Regions from separate parts of the Mus musculus genome. Here region 2 is linked to region 1. Evidence: chromatin contacts called from public promoter capture Hi-C data. All regions are on one chromosome and are shown on one strand. The core of a region is the stretch at or near the end of the contact, and the rest is flanking DNA. Distances in the headings are between cores, read along the strand shown.

What was found. Promoter capture Hi-C pulls out the DNA fragments that hold promoters and counts their contacts.
Region 2: a promoter capture Hi-C map of the 3T3-L1 cell line shows a contact between it and region 1, with 5 times the contacts expected there. The contact joins the promoter of Wwc1 here to the enhancer-like site in region 1. A contact is called at or near these places in 4 of 39 promoter capture datasets (the 3T3-L1 cell line, the SN4741 cell line, liver and 1 more).

What each region holds. Positions count from the first base shown.
Region 1 is chr11:35,049,962-35,055,709 of GRCm38.p6, forward strand. No RefSeq gene overlaps it. Among named protein-coding and RNA genes, the nearest start is that of Slit3, 69 kb to the right of the region's middle. Within about 2 kb of position 3,535, at least 22 of the 459 cell types and tissues checked have an H3K27ac peak or open chromatin away from gene starts, as enhancers often do.
Region 2 is chr11:35,979,079-35,984,259 of GRCm38.p6, forward strand. It overlaps Wwc1 (WW, C2 and coiled-coil domain containing 1), which reads right to left and starts at 1,449. Exons shown (of 23, transcript NM_170779.2): 1 at 893-1,449. The coding sequence starts at 1,011.

The sequences.
Region 1 (5,748 bases), core at 2,285-4,784:
TGGGATAGCCCTTTGAGCAGGAAGGGAGAGGCCTGGGAGGCAGGGAAGAGTAAACATCTTCATTCAAATCAAGACTGAGGTCAGAGGTCCGGCCTTTCCTTGTGGCTGCAGTTCCTGTGGCTACTGCCCACTGCTTCCCCTACTTCATCTCACTGTCCCTTGAAGGTGCCTCCTGCCCTGTCCTTCCTATGCCTGCAGCCATCCCAATTCGTGGATTTGTGGGTTGGGCACTAATTACTGGCTGTGTTGGGCAACCCGCCCTTTCTAATTCAGCTTTGACACAAATAGCTAGAAAGCTTGATTGCAGAGCTAGAGTTCCCTCGGCAGTGCACTAAATGGGTTCCCTTCTAGAAAGTGGAAGTTTTGTTCTTGATAGCTAATCCCAGTCATCTAGTAGCTGCTTAGTAGGCCCTTTGAATAATGAATTCCAGAAGCACAAAATCTTGGAAGTTCTAAGCATCTCACTCTACAATTTCTCCATTAGTTACCACTAGCCTCTACTTGGACTACTGTAGTAAGTCATCGCTGATTGCTAAAAACCTTTTGGTTAGTAGAAAAATCTTTCTGTTTCTCTGAAAGGGTGACATAGCACAGTAGTCAAACCACACAGTCCTGGGTTTTAATCTTCTATTACACATTGGTCCTCGAACAGATAGCTTTGTCTTTGTCTTAGTTTTCTGGCCTAAACTCCTCACAAGTCACTACTCCACAGACAGATAGGGTGCCTTTGATGTGGAGTATTGTCCATGTTTCAGCACAGAGTTAGCACTGACAAAGCCTGGCCCTACTTGGAGTCTCCTATGGCCTTGGGAAATCTGGTGGCATGTCACTAGATTGTAAATTAAGTAGTAGATTGTAAAGTAAGTAGATTTGTAAATTAAGTGGAACCAACAGAGTAGGTCGTGGGGATGCACATCTGTGAGCAAACTTACTGTGGAGCTTGGGCAAGTTATTTTAATTTTCTTAAGTTTCTAGGTTTATCTTTCGTCTATCTGTAAGTGAGAGCAATGGTTCTGGCTTAAAGGACAATGGTAAGGAATTGTATTACAGACACAAAGTCTGGGCCCTGTGTCTGAGCAGGGCACATTGTAGACTTTATTGGCTGTCTTTTGAAAACGTCCTTTCTACTTTTTACATCTATATAAAGTCAAGTCTTCCTTCCAGGTAGACCCTTAGTTGTCATGCTCCCCACAGTTTTACCCCCCCCCACCCACCCCCCCCCCCCACACACACACACTACTGTAGACTTATCCAGCACACAAGGCAATTCTCAGATATGGTTTCCAAGATTATCAGCCGTGTTGAGAAGGTTCCCTGGATGGTCTCCAGTTTTTCAATGTTCCTATCAAAATGTGCCCAGTCAGACTTAAATTTACAAATTGACCATATGCAAATTGATTGGCTCAAAGAACTTGAAGACCATGGCCTCCATTCTATGTGACACTAAACTTCTCTGAATGAAGCAACGTACCAAGTGGCAGGCGGGACATAGTGTAGGTCATAGCATGTAATAGCCAGGTGGGACATATTGTAGATCTAATAACCACCTCCAATCCTGGCATCACCTACAGACTTACAGTTGTTACACATGACTCCACACTCAAGAAATAGGATGTTTGTAATTCTAAATAAGAGTGTTTCTCTTATTTTTTTCACATAATGGAAAATGACAAATAAGACTTGCATATATGTTAAATATACAATGTGATGTCTTGAGATGATTGCTTCTACAGAGCTTATGAGCTCATCCATCCCTCACAGCTTTACCTTCATCTGTGCTAAGAAATGGTCAGTATTCCCTTAGCAAAGAATGGGTGCATATAATGTTTTACTAAGCCCTGAAAAAAATCATTCATTCCCATTCTTTTGCCCCACTTTCTTGTCTAGACCTTTAAAAATAAGCCTGAATTTTGACACCCTGCATGTCGAGAACCTATTACTATTACTATTGTTATTGCTAGTCACAGAGATGAGCTTGTTTATTAATTGAAGAGGATAGGCCAAGCCTGTGAAGCAGAAGCAAGTCTATCTCCACCCAAGTGAATGGAAACTCTAGTTCCCCATACACTCATTGTATGCTTTGTAAGAGGGGAAAAATAACCTTCAATATATCTTCCACTTAGTAGCTTAAAAAGAAGACAACAGGAATAAAGACCTTATCATTTATTGAATGAAATCATTTTCACTTGTGTATATGATTTAAAGATACACAAATGGAGAAGAGACTCAGAGCTGTGTTCACAAATCAAGAAAAAACAAACAAACAAAAAAAAACCTTTTCTCTCTCCAGGATGCTGTATTACTTTGCTGAGATGATATATCTGAAAGGGTCTTTATATTGCAGCATCTCTGATGCATGTAAATTGTTATTATTCCATACGCAAGTGAACAGCAGGTTCACTTGGTGTGATCTCTTCTCAGTGAATGCAGAGGACTCCTGGAAATTGCAAATTTACTCTTCTGTAATATACTTACCAGTCAGCTTTCAATAATTAGTTGTTTTACTTTATGTACAGTACAAAGTTTATAAATTCTGCATTTTTTAATGTCTTTTTTTTTAAAGGCAGAACATGTATTTTTCCCCAGTGATGTGGCTTGAATGTGAAATATCTCCCGTAGACTCAGGTATTTGAACACTCAGTTCCCTAGCTGGGATACTGCTTGGGAAGGTTATAGAATGCTGTGAGGTGGACTCTCACTGAAGAAAGTGGATCTCTAGCAGTAGTCTTTGTGTTTTTTGTAGGCCACCCCACTGTCTGTTGGCTCTGCTTCCTGACTGCCAGCTGTTCACCCACTCTTAACACTGTGTCTTTCCCATTATGGTGGGCTATGCCTCCTTTACCGCTAAGCCAAAATAAATAAGCACATCTTCCATTAAATTGCTTCTTGTCAGATATTCTGTCACATGAACAAGAAAGGTAACCTTAACACTTGGACTTCGGGCCTTTCCCATCAAGAAATATGGTTTTGTTGGTTTGCTTTTTGATACACACACACACACACACACACACACACACACACACCCAAGAGAAGAAAAACAGTAAGTAGAGAGTTACATAAAGTATAACCAAAAAAAAAAAAAATTGAATGACAGAAACTGAGAAGTGTGTGTTTGGTGGTTAGAAATTGGTCAGCGTGGGTTACCAGCATCAGAAAATTTCCCATCACAAGGACTGGAACTCTGAATGCTAAGAGCTCTGCATTTGATTGTGACTTCTCCGTTATCATACTAGGAATCCATCTACATACTGTGTGGATAGCCAAGGAATCTGCCATTTCCTTCCCACATTCTCCCAGGCTCCCTTCTGTCTGCAGCAGGGTCCAGGAGCAGAGATGACCCTAGGGGACATGTGGTTCACTCCTGTCAGACTGTGGTCACTGCACTGAGACACACTGAGCTAAGAGAAACCACTGGGAAAGTCTGTGGGAAATCTTATAATGATGGAGAAGTAGAGAGCTTGTTGCTGCACTCTGTGAACAGAGTCTCTATAGCTGCAATCCACCCAGGCACTTTTGCCCAGAGTCCTAACTGTGGGATTTCAATTTATGTGCATTCCGAACACAGATTGAGCTCATATTTCACACCAGGCACTAAACTAAATGCTGCAGCCACACAATCAAGCTACACATATTCCCTAGGAAACATTTGAGGGGAGATAGTGTTTGGGTTGAGTTTTCAAGAGGTGCTAGATATTGGCTGGGAGAGAAAGACTGATAAGAGGAGAAGAGCAATCCAGGGAGTGAGACCAGCAAAGGAGAAGAAGGCCGAGCAGCAGGAAATAGCCTGTCAGACTTCATAAACTGTAAATACCTCTGGATGACCTATAATGTACTGTCTGTGGGAAGGGGGCGGGGCATTGCTGGAGAGGTTGGGTAGCAGCCACATAGTAAGTCAAGGAATTGCTGGTTACTTGAACTCATTGTGAAACTCCACTGATTTCTCCACAGACTCATCATCAATGAGAAATCCACATAGCTGTGTTTTAGAAAGCACTCTGCAGAGAGCTGTGAAGAGTAAATTAGCAACGGGAGCATTCTGAAACCCAAAGGGACCAACGGGGAGGCCGTGGCAGGGATAAAGGTCGGCAGGGATGGAGCCTGACAGAAGCAGTGGCCAATTGTGGAGCCAGAACAGAGGGGACTGAAGCAACTCATATATATGAAAGGAAGCCATTGTGGAAAATGACATTAAGGTGGCTTTAGTGACAGAGGGACAGGGTGGTATGAAAGAGGCTTCAGCGGTGGGAAGAGTCTGAGGTAATTCTCACATTTTTCAATTGGCTCATCGTATCAATTAAGGATCCTTCACAGTGGATAGGGCACGAAGTGTTTGGGGCGAGCTGATGAGCTCAGCCTTTGACATGTTGAAAATTGGTTCTTTGGGATTTTTTAAGTATACACTTCCAAGTTGGCAGATTTATATGACAATCTGTAGCTCATTTTAAAGATGTGGGTGCATGGCTGGGCACAAGCTCACCAACGTGTGAAAAAATCAGTTTAAATTCATAGGTTAAGCGAAGAAGTAGGTATCATAACATCTATCTAACTGACCTATGAACTTCTCAAAGAGCTCTCAGCTGGCCCATCAGTGGACAAGCTTGGACAGTATGGTCTGCTGTGCTGTCTGCCCTAATATCCATAGCTAAGTGGCCCAAATGGAACCAATCAGGTAACAGACAGGGAGTTTAATTTTAGAACATCTTTGTACAATATTTCTAAGTTTTTTTTTTACTATATAGATGTGAAGTCAAGTTGTGTGGGACAGCTTATGAAAAGATAAATAAATCAAGGGGAGGGGAATGGGGGTGAGAGGGTCGGAGAGAGTCTAGGCTTCCTTGGAATTCTTGAGATTTTAAGAGCCTTCATGACACGAAGGTTTTGTGATAATTAGGGAAATGTATTTACTGATTGCTCAAGTTGATCCACCGGTTCAATGCAATCACCGTTATGATCCTAGATTGCATCTTTTCAGAAATTGATGGGCAGATTCTAAAACTCTTAAAGTAGTATAAGGAAACTTGAATCACCAAAACGATAGTAAAACAGAAAATTTGGGGAGGATTTAGATGTTCTGATACATTAAAGCTTACTATGAGGCTACATTAATTTCAAAGTCAGAACCCTGGCATAAAGATATCTAACGTAAAAGAAGAGAATTAAGACTCTAGAAAGAACACTCACATTGATGAGCCAACTGATTTTCAGTGGGGTGGTTTTGGAATTTAATTCCAAAGAAGGATGTCTTGTGACTCACAGTACAGTGCTCTTCCTAAAACACACAACATTAAAAGATCAGACTAGCCTCAACCAGGCCAGAAAAGGAAATACATGATGCTGTGCTGAGGGAGGCCAGATGGCCCTAGTTAATTTGGGGCTTTAAGGTAGTCCATGCTAGAAAGGACCTAAAATCTCACCCATATGTAAAGGAGTCCATGATAATGAGAACATGCTGAGAAAAATGAAAAACAGGGGGGAAAACCATACCAACTGTCCAACAATGATGACAAAGGTCGGTGTTCTTGTCACATTGGCTAGATCCTGGACACATTTCTACATGTTTTGAGTATATTAGTTCATTTAAGTACTCACCAAACTGTAATAAGCACCAGCATTAAACACAGGGAAAAAAAAATTGAAGACAGAGTTTTTATGACTTACCCATAGCCAGGGAGTTGGCAGTGTTAAGGAAGTGGTTTTCAGCCCCAACTGCACATCAAAATCACCCCAGGAACCTGTAAAACACACCGT
Region 2 (5,181 bases), core at 199-2,698, 930 kb after region 1:
CAAGTGAAAATCTAACATTCCTAGGATACTTTGACCACACTCCTTCTTGGCAAAGGACGACTCCCCTCCTTCCTGGGCAGATGTGGGCCAGGTGTGAGTAACTGAAAGTGGGAAGGAGTCTGGGATGATAAGACTACCTGCCTCAGGAAAAGCTCATGCTACGCACACCCAGCGAGGTGCCCACCAAGGTCAGGATTGTGGAGAAGCCTCTGGCCCCAGAAGGAAGGGAGGAGAGGAGGCTAGGGCAGGCAGGGCTTTGCCAGAGGCCTCTCACCTCTATCTGCATCCTAACAGCTTCCAACTTGCTGTGAGATTCCTGGAGAACCAGTCTCCCTCTTTTGCCCTCCCCCGCGCTCCCTCCCTCCCCTCCCACCTCCGGCTTCCCCAGACTTGCTCCAAAGCTTTTCTCGGCAGCCAACGAAGCACCTGTCAAAAAAGCTGCTTTCTCTTCGCCAGAATGTCCTTCCTCCAGTAGTTTCCCAGCGACCCGTGGGCTCCCTACCACCCCTCCATGCCAGATCACCCCTCCTCAGCCAAGGGAGTTCCCAGGGAAGATTCGCTTCATCTGGTTTTGGTCTTTGCCTTCACCCTGGCCAGACGTCGCTTTCTAAATGAGCCGGGGACCCTGCTAGAGCTTAAGGTCAAAACTCTGGGCAGGTGCTACAAGGGCCTAAGTCCTCCACCTGGGACTGGCTGCCGGCAGTCTGCTTGGCGTCCGCCCCTCTCTGCAGCTCTTCAGAGCTTTGTACTCCTGTACAGCTCAAGGAGGGGTGAGGATGTAGAGGGGGCAAACTAAGACCTGTTAAGAGACACGCAGAGTCCCCCTGCACACTAAGGGCAGGTGCGGCCCAGGCGCGGTGCCGGGTCCGGGTCGGAGCACTCCGGGTCCTACCTGTCCCGCGGGTCGATCCAGCTGGTGGTGCGGTTCCTGTGATCTATGTAGTAGACCTTGCCGTCGAAGTCGCGCGCCTCCTCCCAGCCCTCCGGCAGGGGCAACTCCGGCCGGGGCATCTTCCCGAGCCTGGCCCGCGCTCCCCCATGCAGCTCGCAGCCGCCACGGGGCTCAGCGGCTCGGGCTGGCCGCTTTGGGTCCAGGCGGCCGCCGAGGCAGCATGATCGGGGAGTGGCGCCCACGGATCGGGGGCCCTAACGGGGGCCGGCCGGGGTGGCGCCTCTGTCCATGCGGCCCTGCGGCCCCAGCCCCACGCCGCCCGCCTCTCACGCTGCCATGTGCGCCCGCCGCGGCGCCCAGCCGGCCCGAGTCCGCGGCCAGCCAGCCAGGAGAGCGGCCCGAGCCGCCGCCTGCCTGCCCCTGCCGCTGCGCGCTGCGCTCCACGCCGCCGCCGCCGCCGCCGCCGCCCGCAGCCTCTGCCGGAGCCCCGCCGCGCGCCCCGAGACTTCTGCCTCCGCCAGGTGTGGCTCCGGCGGTGCAGGTAACTGCGCTGCCCCGGAAACGGGAGGCGGAGCGCCGGGCTCCAGGGTTCCCGGGTCTCCTCCCCGCGCCCAGCGCGGCGAGGGCGGGTCCTAGAGCCCGAGACGCGCCCCCTCGTGGGACAGTCCCAATCGCCGACCACCCCGTTCTGCCCCAGGAGGCTAGGCTCTCTCTACGCCAGAGTGTCCGGGCTCTTGGCGCGTGTGGCCCCAAATCTTGACACACCCTGTTTTCTGTGATTGAGAACCAGGAGTCAGGCAAGAAGTGGTTAAGTGAAAACATTCTTGCAAATCGGCGAACATAAGTTTTCCAGGATCTCTCGTCCCTTCCCCCCCAGCACTCACACCATCTGTCTTCCTCCTATTCAGTTCTCCCCGTGTTGTTTCAACCCTCCTCTCCGTAATTTGCAAATGTAGCTGGCTTTCCTTAGGGTCCCTAAAATTAGGAATGCTATGGATCTGCTTCCTAAGAGGACTTCCAGCGGGTGGCAAGGGAGGAGAAGGAAGGACATATTTTGCCAGTCATAGTGAAGTGCACCTGTCTCTCGGCTACTCAAGAGGCTGAAGAAGGATTACTTAAATCCAAAAGTTCCAGGCTGAGTCAAACTAGCAAACACGGGGGGGGGGAATAAATAAATAAATAAGGAAGGAAGGAAAGGGAGGGGGAGAGGGAGAGAGAGAGAGAGAGAGAGAGAGAGAGAGAGAGAGAGAGAGAGAGAAAGAGAGAGAAGGAAAAGAAAGAAAGAAAGAAAGAAAGAGAGAGAGAGGGAGGAAGGAAGGAAGGAAGGAAGGAAGGAAGGAAGGAAGGAAGGAAGGAAGGAAGGAAGGAAGGAGAAAAGAAAGGAGAAAAGAAAAGGCAAACCCTGAAACAAGAATAAGTAAATGTCTTGAGACATTAGCAATATTGAATTAAGGGGAAAAAGTTCCCTCTTAGGTTTGGTGTTTCCCCCAGTGCAAATGTAACTGTGCCTGAGGCAGGAAACTGGACTGGAAGAACGAAGTCCAGCGCCTTGTCTGAATCAATCCCTTAATGTGGGGAGTAACCAGTTAACTCCCTGTACTGTGTGGGGATCCCCTGTTTGATACACAAGGCGTTTTAGGGTGGGCTCCTCAAATCTAAATGCCCTGAGGACATAGGGGACGGGTGTAGCTCCTCCTCCATCCCATCAATATTATACTTCGAAGCCAGGGATCTCAGATCTCAGGGAGGTCCTCACCACCCACCCAACTGCTGGGGAGTTCTCCCTCCAGACTTCCTGTGATGGGCAAAGCCTTCACAATTATAAGTACTTCTAGTGCCCTCCTTCCCCCGTTCTGTTAGGATCAAACTCCAGGCATGCATCCTCACTGAACCAAACCAGCCAATCTGTTTTGAGTTTTTGCCTGGGAGACCTCGCTCTGCCTGGCCTTATACTATGGTTATCTCCCCTTCCTACCTCTGCCTCCCAAGTGTGAGATCACAAGTGTGAACGAACCATCACTTCCAACACGTGCTGATCTGATACGAGGCTTGCGTTTTCAAGTATGATCTCAGCTAATCTTCACGACAAAGCCCTGGATAGGGTACTGTACTTCTCCTCGTTCTGGAGATGAGGACACTGAACTTCAAGATGGCCAGGGATGGAGCTAAGAAGAGACACAAGCACCCTAGCACCGGTGAAACCAATGGTTGAAGGGTCAACCATTAATGCTTCATTGTATTTAGATCGAGGGTTTGTAATGTTTTTTTAGATTCTTGCTATGCAGTCCAGGGTGGCCTTGAGCTCAGCATCCTCCTGCCTCTCCCTTGAGAAAAATGTGATAATGAAGAGTCCCTCCACCTGGTTGGGAAGAGCAAAATGAAATGAGAAGCAGGGCATCATGGCGCACGCCTTTAATCCCAGCACTTGGGAGGCAGAGGCAGGTGGATTTCTGAGTTCGAAGCCAGCCTGGTCTACAGAGTGAGTTCCAGGACAGCCAGGGGAACACAGAGAAACCCTGTCTCAAAAAATTAAAAAAAAAAAAAAAAAAAAGAAAGAAAGAAATGAGAAAAATAAGGGATTAAGCTATCACCAAGGGGTCCACGTGGAGCACCCTGGCTGATCTGATGACCAGCACACTTTTATAAAGTGTGGCTCAACTGAACTATTTTCTGCTAAAAAACACAGACAACCCATGTCTTTTCCTTCCTGAAAAGTACGCTTGTCTGCTTATGACACATCCAACTAGGGTGTGTGTGTGTGTGTGTGTGTGTGTGTGTGCCTTATTTTCCAAGCTTCCTGGATGAATGTGTTGTATGCCAGATGCCCACCGCTTGGCATTTTCCAGTGGCTTGTTCCTCTATACCTTTAGACCATGCCTTGGAACAGCAATTGGTTCCTTAAAGCTTAGGCCTTAGGATCCCAGGTTATCTCCCAGAAGCTGCAAGCAGGGTGATGTAATCTACAGATGGTGGCCTGCCCCCCTGCAATGCCGGGTGAATCATCTCTAGGCATTCAGAGGCCCAGGGCAAGCACGCCAAAGGTAAAAGCTGCTGAGCCTTATGATAGGTTGAGTTGGTTGTTATTCTGCAGGTGACTGAACCACAGGAATCCAAACTGAGACAGGCAGCCTTCCTGGTCTTCCTTTTAGGAACTATGGATAACTTTGGGGCTGAGCAGAGACTACCAGCCACACCCAGTCTGCATTTGCATTCACTGTTAGGCAGCTCATGGGAGACAACACCACAGGTTGTCATGATCTTTTTTTTTAATTTGTTTTTTTTTAAGATTTATTTATTTATTATATGTAAATACACTGTAGCTGTCTTCAGACACTCCTTACAGATGGTTGTGAGCCACCATGTGGTTGCTGGGATTTGAACTCTGGACCTTCGGAAGAGCAGTCGGGTACTCTTACCCACTGAGCCATCTCACCAGCCCCCCCCCTTTTTAAAGATTTATTTATTTATTATATGTAAGTACACTGTAGCTGTCCTCAGATACTCCAGAAGAGGACATCAGATTTTGTTACAGATGGTTGGGAGCCACCATGTGGTTGCTGGGATTTGAACTCAGGACCTTCGGAAGAGCATTCGCCACTCTTAACCACTGAGCCATCTCGCCAGCAGGTTATCATGATCTTAAAGTCAGTGTTCACTGCAGCAAAAAAGAAAGGCCAGGTTCCGCACATGTCTTAAGAGATGGGGCAGGCTGGTGAGATGGCTCAATGGTTAAGAGCACAGACTGCTCTTCCAAAGGTCCTGAGTTCAAATCCCAGCAACCACATGGTGGTTCACAACCATCCATAAAAAAATCTGATGCTCTCTTCTGGAGTGTCTGAAGACAGCTACAGTGTACTTATATATAATAAATAAGTAAATAAATGAATAAGTAAAGAGATGGGGCAGCATTTCACGGGGAATGAGGAGGGGAAACTGAGTGTGGTGGGGGAAGGGAGAGAAAGAGAGGGAGGCTGGAGAGATGCTCACTGGGTAAGAGCATGTACTACTTTCTAAGAGGACATGGTTTCTGTTCCCAGCACCCACATCTGGCAGCTCCTAACTGCCTGTATCTCTTACACCTCTGGCCTGAAGGTACCAGCAATCACATGTGCATAGACACACAATAAAACCAATAAAGTAAATAGTAGGAGGAATGATGGAGAAACAGAGACAGTGAAAGATAGGGAGAGAAAGCTGGCTATCTCAGAAGTGGTTTCTGGCTGGCATCTGCATGCTTTAAAGGACTGGAGGCTTGGAGAACCTCTCCTGGGTTTTGTCTTCCCACTCCA